Linked DNA regions of Mus musculus: region 1 is linked to region 2. Evidence: chromatin contacts called from public promoter capture Hi-C data. All regions are on one chromosome and are shown on one strand. Each heading gives the region's core, a stretch centred on a gene start, on an enhancer-like site or on the middle of the called end of the contact. The rest is flanking DNA. Distances are from core to core; before and after follow the strand shown. Region 1 holds the start of Rnase2a (ribonuclease, RNase A family, 2A (liver, eosinophil-derived neurotoxin)). Region 2 holds the start of Rnase2b (ribonuclease, RNase A family, 2B (liver, eosinophil-derived neurotoxin)).

The links. Promoter capture Hi-C pulls out the DNA fragments that hold promoters and counts their contacts.
Region 1: a promoter capture Hi-C map of macrophages shows a contact between it and region 2, with 6 read pairs. The contact joins the promoter of Rnase2a here to the promoter of Rnase2b in region 2. A contact is called at or near these places in 5 of 39 promoter capture datasets (Sertoli cells, embryonic stem cells and macrophages), 10 of 15 datasets of contacts at CTCF or cohesin (the NIH/3T3 cell line, embryonic stem cells, hippocampal excitatory neurons and 3 more), 197 of 484 Hi-C or Micro-C datasets (8-cell embryo, the AML12 cell line, the AtT-20 cell line and 103 more), 35 of 115 datasets of contacts at active chromatin or transcription factors (PVALB interneurons, astrocytes, bone marrow-derived dendritic cells and 17 more) and 7 of 9 other capture datasets (adipose tissue, embryonic stem cells, embryonic tail and 4 more).

Annotation. Positions count from the first base shown.
Region 1 is chr14:51,253,051-51,259,074 of GRCm38.p6, reverse strand. Rnase2a (ribonuclease, RNase A family, 2A (liver, eosinophil-derived neurotoxin)) reads left to right here and starts at 2,963. Exons shown (of 2, transcript NM_053113.2): 1 at 2,963-3,002; 2 at 3,164-3,814. The coding sequence starts at 3,169. The coding sequence ends at 3,636.
Region 2 is chr14:51,159,489-51,165,603 of GRCm38.p6, reverse strand. Rnase2b (ribonuclease, RNase A family, 2B (liver, eosinophil-derived neurotoxin)) reads right to left here and starts at 3,344. Exons shown (of 1, transcript NM_019398.2): 1 at 2,586-3,344. The coding sequence starts at 3,140. The coding sequence ends at 2,673.

The sequences.
Region 1 (6,024 bases), core at 1,714-4,213, 94 kb before region 2:
GTGAAAGATCTGTATGATAAAAACTTCAAATCTCTGAAGAAAGAAATTAAGGAAGATCTCAGAAGATGGAAAGATCTCCCATGCTCATGGATTGGCAGGATCAACATTGTAAAAATGGCTATCTTGCCAAAAGCAATCTACAGATTCAATGCAATCCCCATCAAAATTCCAACTCAATTCTTCAACGAATTGGAAGGAGCAATTTGCAAATTTGTCTGGAATAACAAAAAACCTAGGATAGCAAAAAGTCTTCTCAAGGATAAAAGAACTTCTGGCGGAATCACCATGCCAGACCTAAAGCTTTACTACAGAGCAATTGTGATAAAAACTGCATGGTACTGGTATAAAGACAGACAAGTAGACCAATGGAATAGAATTGAAGACCCAGAAATGAACCCACACACCTATGGTCACTTGATCTTCGACAAGGGAGCTAAAACCATCCAGTGGAAGAAAGACAGCATTTTCAACAATTGGTGCTGGCACAACTGGTTGTTATCATGTAGAAGAATGCGAATCGATCCATACTTATCTCCTTGTACTAAGGTCAAATCTAAGTGGATCAAGGAACTTCACATAAAACCAGAGACACTGAAACTTATAGAGGAGAAAGTGGGGAAAAGCCTTGAAGATATGGGCACAGGGGAAAAATTCCTGAACAGAACAGCAATGGCTTGTGCTGTAAGATCGAGAATTGACAAATGGGACCTAATGAAACTCCAAAGTTTCTGCAAGGCAAAAGACACCGTCAATAAGACAAAAAGACCACCAACAGATTGGGAAAGGATCTTTACCTATCCTAAATCAGATAGGGGACTAATATCCAACATATATAAAGAACTCAAGAAGGTGGACTTCAGAAAATCAAATAACCCCATTAAAAAATGGGGCTCAGAACTGAACAAAGAATTCTCACCTGAGGAATACCGAATGGCAGAGAAGCACCTGAAAAAATGTTCAACATCCTTAATCATCAGGGAAATGCAAATCAAAACAACCCTGAGATTCCACCTCACACCAGTCAGAATGGCTAAGATCAAAAATTCAGGTGACAGCAGACGCTGGCGTGGATGTGGAGAAAGAGGAACACTCCTCCATTGTTGGTGGGAGTGCAGGCTTGTACAACCACTCTGGAAATCAGTCTGGCGGTTCCTCAGAAAACTGGACATAGTACTAGCGGAGGATCCAGCAATACCTCTCCTGGGCATTGAAGATGCCCCAACTGGTAAGAAGGACACATGCTCCACTATGTTCATAGCAGCCTTATTTATAATAGCCAGAAGCTGGAAAGAACCCAGATGCCCCTCAACAGAGGAATGGATACAGAAAATGTGGTACATCTACACAATGGAGTACTACTCAGCTATTAAAAAGAATGAATTTATGAAATTCCTAGCCAAATGGATGGACCTGGAGGGCATCATCCTGAGTGAGGTATCACATTCACAAAGAAACTCACACAATATGTACTCACTGATAAGTGGATATTAGCCCCAAACCTAGGATACCCAAGATATAAGTTATAATTTGCTAAACACATGAAACTCAAGAAGAATGAAGACTGAAGTGTGGGCACTATGCCCCTCCTTAGAATTGGGAACAAAACACCCATGGAAGGAGTTACAGAGACAAAGTTTGGAGCTGAGATGAAAGGATGGACCACATAGAGACTGCCATATCCAGGGATCCACCCCATAATCAGCATCCAAACGCTGACACCATTGCATACCCTAGCAAGATTTTATCGAAAGGACCCAGATGTAGCTGTCTCTTTTGATACTATGCCGGAGCCTAGCAAACACAGAAGTGGATGCTCACAGTCAGCTAATGGATGGATCACAGGGCTCCCAATGGAGGAGCTAGAGAAAGTAGCCAAGGAGCTAAAGGGAACTGCAACCCTATAGGTGGAACAATAATATGTACTAAGCAGTACCCCGGAGCTCTTGTCTTTAGCTGCATATGTATCAAAAGATGGCCTAGTCAGCCATCACTGGAAAGAGAGGCCCATTGGACTTGCAAACTTTATATGCCCCAGTACAGGGGAACACCAGGGCCAAAAAGGGGGAGTGGGTGGGCAGGGGAGTGGGGGTGGGTGGATATGGGGGACTTTTGGTATAGCATTGGAAATGTAAATGAGCTAAATACCTAATAAAAAATGGAAAAAAAAAATAATACTAGTTCTGGAGGCAAATGTGGGTAGTTGGAAATGTAGAAATGAATCTTATACAGGAAACAATCAGAAAAATACTATGCAGTGTGGCCTCTGGGTGGCATACTAGGGTCCTCTCGAAGGGAAGGAATCTGGAAGAGGGGAAGCTCTCTTAAGCACTGACATCTCACCGATCCCTAAGACTTATTTTCACCTATGTGTCTCTGTGTGTCTGTGCACATGTGTGTGAACATGCCAACAGATGCTATTAGACGACGTCAGATGTCCTGAAATGCAGTTGCAGGCAGTTGTAAGCCACCCAGCATAGGTGCTGAAACCAACGTTGGGTCCTCTGGGAGAGCATCAAGTGCTCTTATCCACTTAGCCATCTCTGCACACTACAACATCATAAAATTTTAAAGATCAAGGATAGAAATGTCAATATCTCTTATGATCCTGGCTTGGTTAATAAATGTGTAGACAGGCTAGTAGAAAACTTGGTCTGTCCATTACCGAGAACAGTCATAAGTGTGCAGCCAATCAACAGGCAATACAGAGATTTCTATGTAGAGTTCAGATTCAGACTTCAAACTGCATTGCATAAAAGGACTTGGATTTGATTCCTCAAAATGGAAACAGTAGCACCATGGCTTGACCAAGTGAAGAAATAGAAGGCTGGTTGCATCAGCAGGCAATGTACCAATGTGTGGGTTCTGCATGTTGAAGACTCTGAGCCACCAGCTCCACCCACAGAGCCTGCTCTATATCTATGGGCCCAAGTGGAACTCACCCATTATCCCTGATTTCCAGGACAGCCAGCGCTCAGTTCCACGGGAGCCACAAAGCAGACTGGGTAAGACACTGACTGTCTAGGTCTGGGACAGGGTGGCAAATGATGGGACAGTGTCCAGAAAATGTGACACTGTGGACCCAAGTGACAACAGAGGGCCTTCAGGAAGAGATAGGGAAAACAGAGTTAGGGTGGGAATAGCCGCTTCTCTTCTGTTCTCACAGGAAACATGGGTCTGGAGCAACTTGAGTCTCGACTTTGTCTCCTGCTGCTGCTGGGACATGTCCTAATGCTTGCCTCATGCCAGCCATTGACCCCCTCCCGGTGGTTTGACATCCAGCATATCTATAACAGAGCCTATCCCCGATGTGATGATGCAATGCGGGCCGTTAACAGTTACACAGGAGTGTGTAAAGACATAAATACTTTTCTTCATACAACTTTTGCTAATGTTGTCCGTGTGTGTCATAATCCACGTAAGATCTGCAAAAATGGGATAAGTAGAAATTGTCATGATAGTTCAAATCGGGTACAAGTAACTATCTGTATACTCACAACTCCGGCCAGTCATTATTCCAACTGCAGATACCGAACAACAAGATCAATGAAGTACTACACAGTTGCCTGTGACCCCAGAACTCCTCAGGACAGTCCCATGTATCCAGTGGTTCCAGTTCACTTGGATGGGATATTTTAGCTCCAGTGCCAGCACTTTGTACCTTCATTCATCGGCTACTGCCAAGATCATAGTTGGGAAGAACCGAGTCCTCTGTTTGCACTGCATGTCAGCATCTGTCCTCATGAAACCTGTTGCTGACTCCCTTTAATTTAGCTGAACAAAAAGTTTCTAATCAATAAACACTTTTGCACACAAATCTAGATCTCTGGTATCTCTGTTTCTGACAGGGTCACAGAGAGAGGAAGCAGAAGAGACACACACACAGAAGTGTGTGTGTGTGTGTGTGTGTGTGTGTGTGTGTGTGTGTGTGTGTGTGTGTGTGTAGAGGCATGACCTCATACCAACTGAGGCATCTACGCAGTGCCTGGGAACAAATGAATCTGAGAAGAGATCAGCATCTTTCCAGAATGTTCCCACACAACATCTTCCCTGAAGTTTCTCTGTGGGAAAGAAGTGACTGGCAGAGGAAACCAGGGAACTGGGATCTCTCAGTGAGGCTATCCCTTGCCCTCTCCTTGTATAGCTGTCCTTAGAGGTCAATTGTGAGATCATTCAACACAAACCAGCAAGGACAGGTTCCAAGATAGGGGAACTTGAATCTATATAGAAAAGAGATGAATAATGAGAGGTCCTGCCCTGACTCCTGTGGACAGAGACAGAACTATAGTCAGGAATTAGTTTCAGACAGGGAGGTGCCATTCCTTTAAGGACATGGGCAACCCTGTATCACCAGATGTGGCTGTGAGCCTTCCTGCAGTGTCAGATGCAGAATGAAACAGAGGGGTGACATCCTCAGTTCCATATGTCTGACTTTCAGTCTGGATCCCCAGTTTCCATTTTGCTGTTCCTTTCTGGGCTCCCAGATGCAATACTTGGTCTCTCCTCCCCACTGGGTAGTGGTGGTTCTTCCTGCTCTCAATGGACCACAGTCAGGGATGCAGGGAAGCCACTCCACTGGAAACAGCAAATGGATTTGTTGTGGAATCTTCCATTCTGGGTTGGTGTGGAACCTTGCTGAGTCTGGCATGGCCTTGGTGGAGACAGAATGACAGGATTCCTGCCCCTGATACAGGACCAGCAGATGTGGACTGCCATGGCATAAGGTTTGTTTGTATAATAATGTACATATTTTCATGTTCCTTCAAGCAATGTCCTCCCTATTAACCTTAATGACTGCATAAGGATCTGAGGTAGCATGAGTCCGGGTGGCAAAGGTTTGGCTAATGTCTTAGCAGAATGGTCCAGTCTGGCACCTTCAGTACAGCCTTACAGACTGTGGAAAGAATTTTTAAAAATGAGTTTGAAAATATATAATTTCTCAACGATGTGAAAATTAAGGATGTGATATGGATTATAAGAGGGGCTTCATGAATGTGAAGGAACAGAGGCAACTACTCTACAAACCAGGTTGTCAGAAAGAAACAAATGCAGGCACATTCCTGAGTTGAAGGTCAGCCTGGGACACAACAAGTCAAGGCCTAAGTGGGAGTAGAAATGTTAATTTTAGGACTAGAAATTTCAGGTCTCACCTAGCTAGTTTACCATCTCTGCTTGTCAGAGGCAGGCAGATGTCTGAATTCTTTTGCAATGTTAAAAGAAAATATGTTCTTGCTGTTTCCTAAGAATAAATGTCCTGGGGTCACAGGATGCTGAATCATAGTATAATCAAAAGGAAACTTAGAGAGCTGTCCAGAGATATTCAGAAAAAGTAGATCTGAGAGAAAAAAAGCAGAACAGAGAGAAAGCAGGCTAGAAAGATGTCTCCAGCAGAACATAGGATGCCAGCTTAGACCCACAATTTGACTTCGAGTGGTTTGTTTTTGCTGCTCTCAGACACTCCTTGTCTCAGAACCCATCACCAACCTGAGGCTGGTCCTTGGCAGAATCTGCACTTTTCACACGAATGCTACATTTGGGAAAATTTAGAGGTTGACATAATCTACTGATTTCAGGTGAAATTGGGTACAGCCTAAGGGTCTCACTATGTAGCTCTGTCTGTCCTGGAGCTTACTTTGTAGACCAGGCTGGTTTTGAACTCACAAAAAACTTTTACATTTTTACTAATACTTTCGTTGCCTAAGGCTATTTTTAAGACGTGGTAAGAAACAAGTTTTTGTCTGCTCAAGAAACTTTCAGGTCTGGTGTAGATCTTAAAATTACTTTAACTCTCCCGGTAGGTCATGGTTAGATTTACCATCAAGCATAGCAAACCTAACAATGGAGGAACAGGGCTCTCAATGTGTGCTAAATTATCTAATTACCAGCAGAACATAACCAGAAGGAAATTCAGAAGTCAAGCTTCCTGAAGAGAATTGCAGGGGACAGAAAGAATAGTAACACAAGGGGGACCCATGTGTGTTTTCTACAGACAGTGTCTCCCTGGCCGTCATCAGACAGAACCAACTG
Region 2 (6,115 bases), core at 2,095-4,594:
GCACTTTCTCCTCTGACATTTATGTGAGCTTCACTGGCAATGTCAGCTTAGCTGGGCACCTCTGTTTTGCTCTGGTCCCATCCACCCCTTCTCTCTTTCAGTGTCAGCTTATAGGAAATGAGCTCTGGACTTTCCCTTCTGCTTTGTAAATTTCCCCATTGACTTTGCTATTACAACTTGAGATACTGAGATATCGATCACCTAACTGAGAGCTGTTAACAAGTATTTCCCAGCTTATTCTGTAGAGGTTGTAGTGGGCAGGCCTGCCTGTCCTCTACCATCTTTCTTCTTGAATTTCCTGGATTTGATGGCTGGTGGTCATGGTTAAGAAAGAGAATGACTGACTTTTCTGTATGAAATATGATGCAAAATAGTAGTGTTGGGTGTGGTGTGTAAAAGAATATCGTATATGGAACTTGGTTTCTACCTCAATTGTCTCAATAAAATGAAAACTATTAGAAGTTACAATATGCATAGTAGAAACTTGAAATCTTTAGCAAACACACACACACACACACACACACACACACACCTCAGGTCCTTATGGAGTCATTAAGGTTAACAGGGATGACATTGGTCAAGCAAACATGAAAATATGTACATAATTATACAAACAAGCCTTATGCCATGGCAGTCCACATCTGCTGGTCCTGTTCCAGGGTCAGGAACCCTGTCATTCTGTCCACACCAAGGCCATGCCAGACTCAGCAAGATTCCACACCAACCCAGAAGTGCAGATTCCACAACTAATCCACTTGCTGCTCAAGAGTAGTGGCTTCCCTGCAGGCCTGACTGAGGAGAGGCTAAGTATTGCATCTGGGATCCCAGGAAGGAAGAGCAAAATGGAAGCTGGGGATCCAGACTGAAAGTCAGAGGTGTGGACCTGAGGATGTCACCCCAGTGACCCATTCTGTATCTGATGCTACAGGAAGTTTCACGGCCACATCTGGCGATGCCCAGCTCACCCATGATGCATGGTAGGGAAGAAATGGTAGTTTCCTGTCTGAAACTGATTCCTGACTACAGTTCTGCCCTCAGGAGTCAGGGCAGGACCTTTCATTATTCATCTGTTTTCTGTGTGGATTCCAGTTCCTCTATGTTGGAATCTGTCCTTCCTGTTTGTGTTGAATGATCTCAGAATTGGCCTCTGAAGACAGCTAAGCAGGGACAGTGCAAGGGATAGCCTCACTGAGAGATCCCACTTCCCTGGTCTCCTCTGCCAGCCACTTCTTCTCACAGAGAAACTTCAGGGAAGATGCCATGTAGGAACATTCTGAAAAGGTGCCCATCTCTTCTCAGATTCTTTTGTTTCCTGGGAGTGCAATGGTGCCTCAAAAGGTATGAGATCCTGCCTCAACACACACACACAGGCACACGCACACGAACACACACACACACACACAATTGTCTCTGTGTTTGTCTCTCCCCCTTCCTCTCTCCCCACCCTTGTCAGATACAGATGCTAAGCCCATTCCAGTAGTGACTCGTGTGACAGGACTAGAAACCTGGACACAGTCCAGAGGTGAAAAGTTCACGGAAACTTAATCTCCTGGAAACGTGGCATCCCGTATAACGAATGCTCCAAACTTGTCCTTGCGAATGGATCTGTGTGCTTTCTTTCAGTATGGTTTTGTTACAGGTGCCTCCAAGCAACGACTTGCTAAATACCTAAGCAAAATTGAACTTTGCTTCCTGGCCTTCACCAATACCTTGAGCTGACCCTGGGTTTGGAATTCAGTAAGAATGTTGCCTATTCAGTGACATTCAGAATTGACTCTAGTATTTTAAGAGAGATAGTGAAAGAAATCAGGCATTACTATCTACTACATAGAGTTAGAAATCTCAGGGCAAGCTTAGCAAAGTAAGTTTAGAATTCTTATTATAGTTATATATGGCAGACTACACTACTTATTAATAGAAAGTTCCCCCCGCCCCCCACAATCACTTAAAATAAAAGCCGAGTCACTCACATATACAGGAAATTACAGTGGTTTAGGAAGTAGATCGGGCTGTGATTTGAGAAGGAACTAGAATATTGCAATATTTATGAGAAGGTTAGCTAGAGCGGAACTCCCTAATTAGAACTATGGCTTGGGCATGAAAGCACTTGCCCCGGGAGTGTAAAGACCTCACACCTGGCTTCTAAGAATATAGCTGACCTTAGATAGAGCTGACTTTGTCTCAGTTGTTTTATTGCCCACTTCCTGCCAGTCTTTATGTTTGCATTTCCCTGTTTTGTGTAAGAGTCATTAAGCATCCGGTAACCTCATTGTTCCTTGCCAATGTGTCACCTAACTGCCCTATTTTCTTCTGCGTTAAAAGTTTGATGCTCAATTTGACAAATTACATTCAGATACCGCCTCCCTTGTGTTTGTATTTGTTTGCTATCCATGCCAACTCCTTGTCTGCCTGTAACCAGAACCCGAGTTTCGCCTGTGGATCGAGGACCCAAGTGAGGTCCGTCTGCGGCACACAGAGATACTACAGATCGAGATGAGTATACAAAGGTATTTATTGACTAGAAAAGGTCTTTTCAGCTAAAGTAAAGGAAGCCAGGGATAGGTTTCATGAGGACAGGTGCTGATATGCAGCGCAGACAGAGGAATTCGTTCTTCACTACTATGATCTCGGCAGTAGCAGATGAGGGAAGGTACAAAGTGCTGGCACTGGAGCTAAAATAGCCGATCCAAGTGAACCGGAACTACTGGATAGGTGGGACGGTCCTTTGGAGTTCTGGGGTTACAGGCAACTGTGTAGGACTTCTTTGCTCCTGTTGTTTTGTATCTGCAGTGGGTATAATTCCTTGCCCGTTTTGTGAGTTTACAGATAGTTACAGATACCTTAGATGAACTATCATGACAATTTGGACTTGTCCCGTCTTTGCAAGTCTTGGGTGGATTGTGACACACACGGACAACATCAGCAAAAGTTGTATGAAGAAAAGTATTCAAGTCCTTACATTTTCCTGTATACTTGTTAACGACCCGCATTGCATCATCACATTTGGGAGAGGATTTCTTATAGATATGCTGGATGTCAAACTTCTGGGAAGGGGTTGGTCGCTGGCATGAGACAAGCGTTAGGACAAGTCCCAGCAGCAGCAGGAGACAAAGTCTGGATTCAAGCAGCTTCAGACCCATGTTTCCTGTGAGGACAGAAGAGAAGTGACTACTTCCACCCTACCTCAGTTTTCCATATCTCTTCCTGAAGGCCCTCTGCTGTCACTGTGGGTCCACGGTGGGACTTCTCCTGGACACTGTCCCATCACTGCCCCTCCTGTCCCAGGCCCAGACAGTCAGTGTCTTACCCAGTCTGCTTTGTGGCTCCCGTGGAACTGAGCGCTGGTTGTCCTGGAAATCAGGGATAATGGGTGAGCTCCACTTGGGTCCATAGATATACAGCAGGCTCTGTGGGTGGAGTTGGTGCAGAACCCACACATTGGTACATTGCCTGCTTGTGCAACCAGCCTTCTGTTTCTTCACTTGGCCAAGTCATGGTGCTTCTGGCTCCATTGTAAGGAATAAATTCCAAGTCCTCTTGTGCAGGGCAGTTTGAAGTCTGAATCTGAACTCTACATAGAAATCCTTTTGATTGGCTGCACACTTCATAACTGTTTTCAGTAATGGACAGACCAAGTTTTCTATTAGCCTGGGTACACAGTTAGAAATAAAAAGCTTTGGAAAGCCAGAATCATAAGAGACATTTTCATTTCTGTCTTTCATTTTTAAACTTATATGATGTTGGGGTGTGCAGAGATAGCTCAGTGGTTAAGAGCACCTGATGCTCTCCCAGAGCACCCAAGATTGGTTTCAGCACAGATGCTGGGTTGCTTACAACTGCCTGTAACTTTATTCCAGGTCATCTTATGTCTTCTAATAGCATCAGTTGGCATGTTCATACACATGTGCACAGACACACAGAGACACATAAGTAAAAATAATCCTTAGGGATCGGTGAGATGTCAGTGATTATGAGAACCTCCCCTCTTCCAGATTCCTTCCCTTCCAGAGCACCCCAGTTTGTCACCCGGAGGCCACAACTGCAGATAACTTCAGGTCCACAGAATCTGACACCTGTATAGTTTTTGTTAGTACCTGTACATGCATGGCACATATCAGTCCAGATACATGTGAAATTAAAAAATAAACTATAAAAATTGCATTTAGAAACAATAAGAAAACACTGTACTCCTATTGCACAGTATCTTTCTTATTGGTTCCTGTAAAAGATTCCTTTGTACATTTCCATCTACCCTCATTTGCTCCAGACTTAGTACTAATGAACTATTTTACACCATGGATGCTCAGGAGAGCACTATTTTATCTAAGATGCCAGAGTTACTATTAGCCAATGTTAAAACAGATATATTAATGTAATGGAAATTTTATTTGTTTTTCTTTGTGCTGGGGTTTGAACCTGGAACCTTGTGCACCCTGTCCCTGAGCTATATTTGCAGCATCAAATACTTTAAGAGATTTGGCTTCAACAGATTAAATACCTCTCTAAGGTTTTTTGTTTGTTTGTTTTGTTTTTTTGGTTTTGTTTTTTGTTTTTTGTTTTTGTTATCCAAATCTCCCTTGCATTCCAATCCACTCACATATCCCCAGAACTGCTCCCAATTCTGCAGTGAAGTAAAGTCAGGGTAACATCTTGGTAGTAAGTCCTTGAGTTTTTTCTTTCCAAAACTTGATGAATATCATAGGGCATTGTCTCAAGAAATACTTCCTCACTTGACCTATAAGCCACAGTGAGAATTTTGCTGTCCCAATTGATAGGTGTCTATTTGCAGAATCCATTGTTGAGAGATTGTATCCAAAACTTGGAATTTCTCCAACCCTGGAATCCTCTTGCAATGACTACTCTTGACCTACCTACTGACTGAAAGATGCCCAATGCCAACACAGTATTTGACATATCTCTGCCCAGTGCTCGGGCTGTCTATGGAAATGACAGTGCACAGCTCTTATAAAATTGTCACAGTAACCCATCTTTTAGGGACTGATCTTTTGGAGGTGCTAAGGAGTGTTGAGTAGGGTGTCACTCTGGGGCCTGGGTTTGGTTTGAACTTGTTTAGAAACCCAGATTGGATTCAATTTTTCTATCCTTCTGACTAGGCTGGAAGTTCTAGGGTCCCAGGCTTTCACTTCCAGATCTAGCTTATGAGCCAGGTTGTAAGCAGCCTGTGCTGCTGTGAGTGGATGCTCAGCTTTAGGAAGTAAGACTCAATAAGGATAAGCTAGGATGCCGTGGCCTTGCCCTTGAAGGATGTTTTGGGTCCCTGTGCCCTTTCCTGTCCTCCTTTCTTCTGCCACGACCTTGAACAGTTTTGCTTTAATACACATGTCCCACCATGGGCTTTTCTGTGCCACAGACCCCCAAACATGAAAGCCACCTGACAGGATATCTTTGACACTAGAATCAAACGAATCACTGTTTCTTTCAAACCATCTGTCTCAGGTATTAATCAAGTATTGGAAAGCTGATTTGTAGCAGGATACAAGTTAATTTAACTCTGATTTATAAAGCTCAAGGTATATTTGGTCCAGGGGCTCTAAAGTTTTCTCTTTTATGTTATATGACCTTCTGTCATCTCTTTGAAAGGCTATTTATTGAAGAAAAGCTGATCTTGATCCTTTTGACCAGGTTTCTGCAAGTACATAGGGACTGCAGAGAGACCTCCCATGCAGACAGGGCTCTGGGTTGGTTGTGTCTGTGAACGGCCCTGCAGCTCCTTTTTGCACTCAGGATTCTGCAGAGTGACTCATGTATGTAACTTCAGGGGGACACAGTGGAGCTCTACCTCCCCTGCCATTCCATATTTCCTGTGCACGATTGGAACCACGTTGTTGCCTTGGTCTGGTACAGCATGTCTTCATTCCTGGAGCCATGATTGGCACCACTGTGTTCTTGAGGTACTCATTGAGGGGTACTTTTCACAGCCCATATACTGGTGGCATATAGAATGGATGGTGTGATACTTTGGTTGGGATTTTATTTGGAATTAAATTGACTCTGTAGGTCAGTGTGAAAAAAGCAATTCCATGTATCTAAGAACTGAACCTTCCATTCATTTCTTCCAGAGCCAGAATTGTTGGAGTCCAGAAGGCCTGCAGTG